Regions from separate parts of the Arachis hypogaea genome. Here region 1 is linked to region 2. The links are chromatin contacts, called in public Hi-C maps. All regions are on one chromosome and are shown on one strand. The core of a region is the stretch at or near the end of the contact, and the rest is flanking DNA. Distances in the headings are between cores, read along the strand shown. Region 1 holds the start of LOC112749036 (phosphatidylinositol:ceramide inositolphosphotransferase 1). Region 2 holds the start of LOC112749009.

What was found. A called contact is a pair of places that touch in the nucleus more often than the background predicts.
Region 1: a contact with region 2 is called in a Hi-C map of leaf, with 2.1 times the contacts expected there. The contact joins the promoter of LOC112749036 here to the promoter of LOC112749009 in region 2. A contact is called at or near these places in 3 of 8 Hi-C or Micro-C datasets (all in leaf).

The regions. Positions count from the first base shown.
Region 1 is chr2:86,615,570-86,618,964 of arahy.Tifrunner.gnm2.J5K5, forward strand. LOC112749036 (phosphatidylinositol:ceramide inositolphosphotransferase 1) reads left to right here and starts at 1,925. Exons shown (of 12, transcript XM_025797304.2): 1 at 1,925-2,727; 2 at 2,827-2,916. The coding sequence starts at 2,695.
Region 2 is chr2:86,467,934-86,471,508 of arahy.Tifrunner.gnm2.J5K5, forward strand. It overlaps LOC112749009, which reads left to right and starts at 2,092. Exons shown (of 3, transcript XM_025797271.3): 1 at 2,092-2,448.

The sequences.
Region 1 (3,395 bases), core at 675-3,174, 150 kb after region 2:
CGTCTTATAAAAATAGGCAATTACGTACCGGCGCTCATATAATCTGGAAACTTCGGAGCATGCATGGCTTCCAAATCCAACACTCGCATGAAAGATGGCTCCTCGAACGGCACTTCATTTGCCAGTATATTTGCAACGTCTGTCACATTTGGGGCCATAGTGTCGTCACATTGATCTTCATCTCCATTTGGATCCACAACTTCATAATTGATTTCGAACTCTTCCTCACTGTCACTATTGTAATCTTTCCGTACAATATTTTCGGTCGGCCTCAGATTGTTCGAATTCAATGTACAGCTCGATGAACGACATTTGGGCACGACTTTCAATATACATTAAAAATATCTCTTGCATACTCGTTTTATCGGTTATATATTTGGTTTGAAATTGAACGAATCCACCAAATACTGGGATCGGATATTTGTATAAAATACATGATATCTTCATTGACGTCGCAGAATCTATCTTCTCATATATCACACATTTGAGCTCTTCAAATGAGATTGTGAAGGGAATAACAACATCCAATGAATTTTCACAAATAAATTTTACTCCTTCAGATGTTTCTAACAAAATCTAACCAAAATAATACACTTTTAAAATAACTCTATCATCCATTTTCCTCAACAATCTAAACAGAAACAGAACCCTCACAATCAATTTTTTTTAACCTCGTAACAAAGAAAAAAGAACCAGGAGAAGTAGAAAAACGCAGAAGAACACGGTGAGGAAGAAGACGCTATCTACCTTGTTTATGAGTTACACATTTTTATATACATATAGCTCCATAAATCGGACTCTACGAGTTGTTCAAACTCGTTCAAAAAATCTTATAATAATCAAATCGGATCCTACGAATTGCTTTTTCTATTGCTAAAAAAAAGAACCAACATGAACGGTCCGATTTATACCATCAATAATTTAAAATTTTCCTCCTTACAAATCGGACCGTCCGATTTGCCCTTTATATTTTCTTCAACATACAATCCGCATGATCCGAATTGCTAACGTCAAAAATCACAAAAAACTGTCCCACATTATAGTGTAACACTCCCATATCCCATAACAGAGCACTACACACTCATATGTTCTATAACAAAAAAAATCAGCCGATAATAATGACCATGACGATAACATAACAAAGGAAAAAAAAGCATTAGCAGGAACAATGCACATTCAAATAATAAAAGAGTACACACAATGATCTAGTTAAATTTGATTAAAAATTTGCTTAATTATTTAGTTTTTTTATTTTATTTTTAATATGATATTACGAAATTAAATGTATATTTTATACTAAATTATATATTAAAATTAAATTTATATTTTTAATCTTAAAAATTTCAATAAAACTTTTGAATCTTTAAATTTTTTTAATTATGTTGTGAGTGTTTATTCTCGAATAGAGTTCAAATTCAATTTTTTTTAAATTTTTTAAATTTGATTTTTTAATGTAAAGGCTATACTATTTTCGGATGAATAAAATAAAATAAAACAAATTTTATATTGCTACTCCTAATTATTGATTTAAAGATACAACTCACTTTAATTGAAATGTTAAAATAGTATTAAAAAGTTTATCCAAAAATTAAGAACTATAAATAAATTTTTTAAAAATTTAAAAATAAGATAAAAATAATACAAAATTTAAATATCATTTTAAAATTCATGTTTTCTTTTTAGTTTTTAATGTTAGTGAATATATACAAATTGAACTCATTTTTCACTTTCCTATGTCAAACTTTTCAAGAGAGATACTTTCTCATTTACTTATAGTGAATATAGAATTTATTCAATTTTTTTTTCTGATAAAAACATTTTTAAATATCGAGTAGTCAGTTACCATTTTGTCCCGATATTTATGGTAAAGGAAGAAACTAGGAGATTCCTCTTAAAACAATGAAACAAGGCGAAATGTAAAACTGGGAATATTTATTTATTTATTTATTTATTTTAAATTAAATAATTACTTTTGAGTTTTGAAAAAGAAGAGGGCGATGAGCCGATGACGCACTTGTTTATAATTTTATACTCTCTTCTCAACTGTCTCGCCGTGTTCATCTCGCGTGCATAGCATAGCAGTCAGAAAAGAAAAAAAAAATAAAAAAATAAAAAAATAAAACACAGAAAAAATTTAAAAAAGAAAGAGAAGACCAAACCAAACCCATCCCCCCCCCACACTCACACACAGCATTAGAGAAGAAGAAATTTCCAAAACCCCTTTTCAGTTTTATTGACCCCTTCATCTTCCCTCATTCAAGAACCTAACCCCTCTTTTCAATTTTTCCTTTTCTCTCTTTCTTTCCATATCATTATTATTCTGCCAACCAAACACACCCTTATTATTATTATTTTTTTATTATAATTATTATTATTCTGCGATCGTTTCACCCTTTCTCCTATTTCGATCTCGAAACAACTCAGATCTTCCCGATTCCGATTCCCCTTTCCAAAACGCAAAAACGCACTGCCGTTTTGTATTCTCTTTATTCTTCACCTGCTTTGGGTTCGTCGTTTCGTCCACCGCAGTGTCGGTTTTGCGTGGTCGGAGGGAAGTGAGAGAGGATTGATTCTGTGTGTGCCCGTGTATAATAAGAGCCATGCTGTTTGCTTTAAGAGTGTGGTTATGAGGTAATATGGAAGTTGTCGTTTCACTCTTAAGACTAAAACTACACCACAAACTGCAGCAAGAACATGTCGTTTTACATTGGTCGCGAGGCTTCAAAGGTTAGTTTCTTTTCTCTCTCTTTTTTTTAAAAAAAAATCTCTCTCTCTCTGTATTTTTTTGCTGGTCAATGCTTGATTACTTTGGGTTTTTGAGTGTAGCTATGGAAGAGAATTTGTGCAGAAACGATTACAGAAATCAACCTTCTTCTCGAGAATTGGAAGTACCTACTCGCTGGTCTTGTTTGTCAGGTTCGATTCTTCTTTCTCTTTTTCTTTTTTCTTTTTCTTTTTTTTTTCTTTAAATTTGTATTGAAGTTTTTTTTTTTGAACTATACTTGAGCTCTAGTACAAATTCTTTGTCTTCTTCTTGCTGATGTTGTTAACTGTCTAAAACTTTTTTTTTTTTGGTCAACGATTTTGTGTCACGTATCCAAGAGTTTGAAACTTTGAATAGCTTGATGTATAGAGTGAATATAGAAGTTGAGTTCTTGGTTAATACTATATTTGACGACTTGTGTGTAAATTTGTTTTTCACAATATCATATAGTATTGTTGAATTAAAGTTGTGATTTGAATGGTACGGATATGTTACCACATATAGAGTTTTATTATGAACTTGAGTTTATATATATGTAAACATAATGTCGGTGTTTTAACTTTTAATGTGGGATTCATGGAACCACTAGCTTTTTTGCAGCATCTTTTGGCAAACTTTGCAATGCTGGAAA
Region 2 (3,575 bases), core at 842-3,341:
AAAATGATAATTTTGCATCACTAGACGTAGTGCGTTTTTGTTCTTTTGGTGTAGATATCACTAAATGTATTTAATTCTAAAAATTTATTTATATGTTTTGTTAGTTTTGTGATATTTATTTTGTTTGATCTCAATTCTATTTCTATTTTAGTAAAAAAATTGAATAAATAATTCTTGGAAGCCTTATCTAATAATTAAATATATAAAAAAATTAAATTTAACATAATATTTTTATTTTCAAATAAAAGATATCTTTAACTATATATATATATATTCATTTCTTTTCTTTTTTAATATTTAAACCAAAAATATTTATAATTAAAAATTTACTATTTTAACTAATCCATATTTCTTATTATTGCATGCACATTGTTTAACCTCTAAAATAGGGGGATTAATTTTCATATCAGCCCTTATTGAAGATTGAAAACTTTTTAGATATTTTAAGTAATATTTTATTTTAATTAAAAACGGCCACAGATTAATATAGAAAGAAGGGTGCGTTTAAAATGAATCAAATAATTTTGTGCTTATTAGATGCATCATTTTTTATGTACAGTTAAATTTTATTAAATAAAAATTATAAGATATTATAGAAAAAAAATATTAATAAATTTATAAATATAAAAATATTAATACATATATACATAAATAAATTTTAATATATAATATTTTAAAAATAATAAGTATAATTTTTATTTTAAGATAAATAAATATAAAGTATATAAATACATACAAAATATTTTTTATTTATTAAAATTAATTATTATGTAGTATTATTATTGTTAGTTATAAAATAATTAAGTTATTTGATATTAATTAAAAATAATTAGATTATTCGTTAAAAAAATTAAAAATATTGTAATAGTTAATTTTGTTAAAAAAGTATTATTATATAATATAATTTTTTATTTAAATATTTGTAAACATACATTTTGTTCAAAATATTATATATAATAATATATTTTTTAATGTGCACAAAGTTATCATTTCATATTAATATATATTTTAAAATATTATATATAATAAATAAAAAATATTGATTTTTTTTTACACTTTTAAACAAACATTTCTAAATTTCTTTATTTATATTCTTAAAAATAAAAATAAACAATATCATTTTTATTTTTTTCTAAAACATAGGTAAAAATTTACTTCTAAAGATTACATATATAAATACCTTTACGATTATAAATCTTTACATATATACACACTAATTTGTAAACTTTATAAATATGTATGCAATAGTTTTTTTATCTCTCTGATAGCTTTTAAATTAGTCATGGTGACTAATATTTGTAACAAATAAAAAATAAATAAATATATTTTTAACCTTTTTAATGGAGTTATCAGTTATTTATTAAATTATAGCTAGATAATTAGTTTTAATTTTTTGAATTTTACTTTGTGGTAATAACGAAAACATCGATTTTATGTAAAGTAAAAAAAAATAATGAAAATAAAAATATATATAATTATATAGAAATATTAATTATAATTATAAAATTTTCACGTCATTCTATAGATTTTGCTTTTTGTAAAAATAAAATTTTATTTATATTTAAAAAATAAAAATAATGTTATTTATTTTTATTTTTATGTTTTAAGAGTATAAACAAAAGAATTAAAAAATGCTTACTTAAAAGTGTGAAAACATAAAAATATTAACATTTTCATGTATTATATATTTTAAATAAAATTCACGTTTATAAATATTTGGATGAAAAATTATATTATATAATAATATTTTTTTTAACCAAATTAACTATTATAATATTTTTTATTTTTTTTAACGAATAATATAATTATTTTTAAGTAAATATAAAATATTTTAAAAATAATATTGCATAATAATTAATATTAATAAATAAAAAATGTTTTTATATATATTTATATGTTTTAATTTATTTATATCAAAACAAAAAATTATAATTATTATTTTTAAAATATTATATATTATTATTTATTTATTTATATTATTTTTAATATTATATTATATATATATATGTCTTATATTTATAATTTATATCGATACTTTTTTATAATAAGTTTTAATTTTTATTTAATAAAATTTAATAATCTATAAAAATTGGTGCGTCCAATGCATACAAAATTATTATTGGGCTAGTTTTAGAAATACCCAAAAAAACAAAACAAAACAGGAACAAATGTGAAGATGAACAGAGAAGAGAGAACGAAAATGATGATGATATGATGGAAGCAAAACAAGATTAGATTGCCTCAGAAAAAACACTGTCCTCATATTCATTCATTCATTCTTTCTCTCAGTAGTAATTCTTTACTTCGCTTCCAATCTACGTTCACTTCACTTCCAATCTCCATTTCCCGTTACGTTTCGGATCTTTCTCCACATAATATTGCCGCCATTACCACAATTCTTTCTCTTTCTTCCTTTCTCTCTTTCCATTCTTTCTTTTTATACTCTTGGTAAGTTGTTTTTTTTTTTTGACAAGAAAACTGTTACTGTCGTGTTTGGATGCTATATTTTACTATTTTTTTTATCACTGTCTGTTTTCTACTTGTTTTATTTGAAGGAAGTGTGGAAGGAGGAAAAAAAATGACTCTTGGGTTGAAAGGAAACGAATTGATAATTGTGATTTTGTGTTCTTTTCTTTGATTATGAATGTAGGTTTCGCTTCAATTGTTTTTCCATGTAGAAGGATTTTTTTTTCCTTAAAAAAAAATAAATTCTCGTTACAATCTTTCTCGGAAGCCAAACAGAGCTCTAACTTTTGTATTAATTTTCTGATTTTATTTTATTTCAAGTTTTTGTTCATTTTTCTACTCACTTTCTGAATTCAATTATGCCAAAACCCTCTTTTCCCCCTAATATTATGATATGATGTATGGTTCTGTTTTACATCGTTGTTGATTTTCTCTATTAGGTATGTGTTTTCTCTTTTCTGTTGTCTTCTTATCTTTGTATTGCAACAAATTTGGAAGGAGAAAAAAAAAATAAGAAAAAAAAAACTTTTTTTTGTGTGGGATGAATGAATGGTTTATTGGGACTTTTAAGTCAACTCTCAACTACACTTGTCACTGTCTTGGGGAATGGGGAGGAGTTGCAATCCATCATCATTCATTAAAATTGTTCATTGAATGCTACAAGTTTTTAGCAAGTCTATGTGCATCTCCTTTAGTGTGAAACAATGCATTCAATTGTGTTTCCAATTTCACGTGGCTTCAATTCATGTTTCAATGTTATCTGGATCCCCATTACTCTATCATTCTGTGTTTGGTAGAAAAAAACAAAGTACCTCCCTTAAATTTGATTTGCATTTTTGTTTTTTCTCATCTTCAAAGATTAGTAATTTAGTTCAGTATGTCATGGCTTGTGTCCTAACCCTGATTTTTGTTTCTTTTTTCTCTTGAGATATGAAGTATGAACTTTATTGATGTTAATAAATGCAATTTAATTTAAGAGACATGTTGTAGATTGTTCTGCTAATCCAGTGATATGATTGTTAGGTCCACAACTTTAGTAGACTGTTAAGCATTTTAATTTTTTTACCATAAATTTCATATGCTTTGGAACTGATTCACTTGTGAAATTT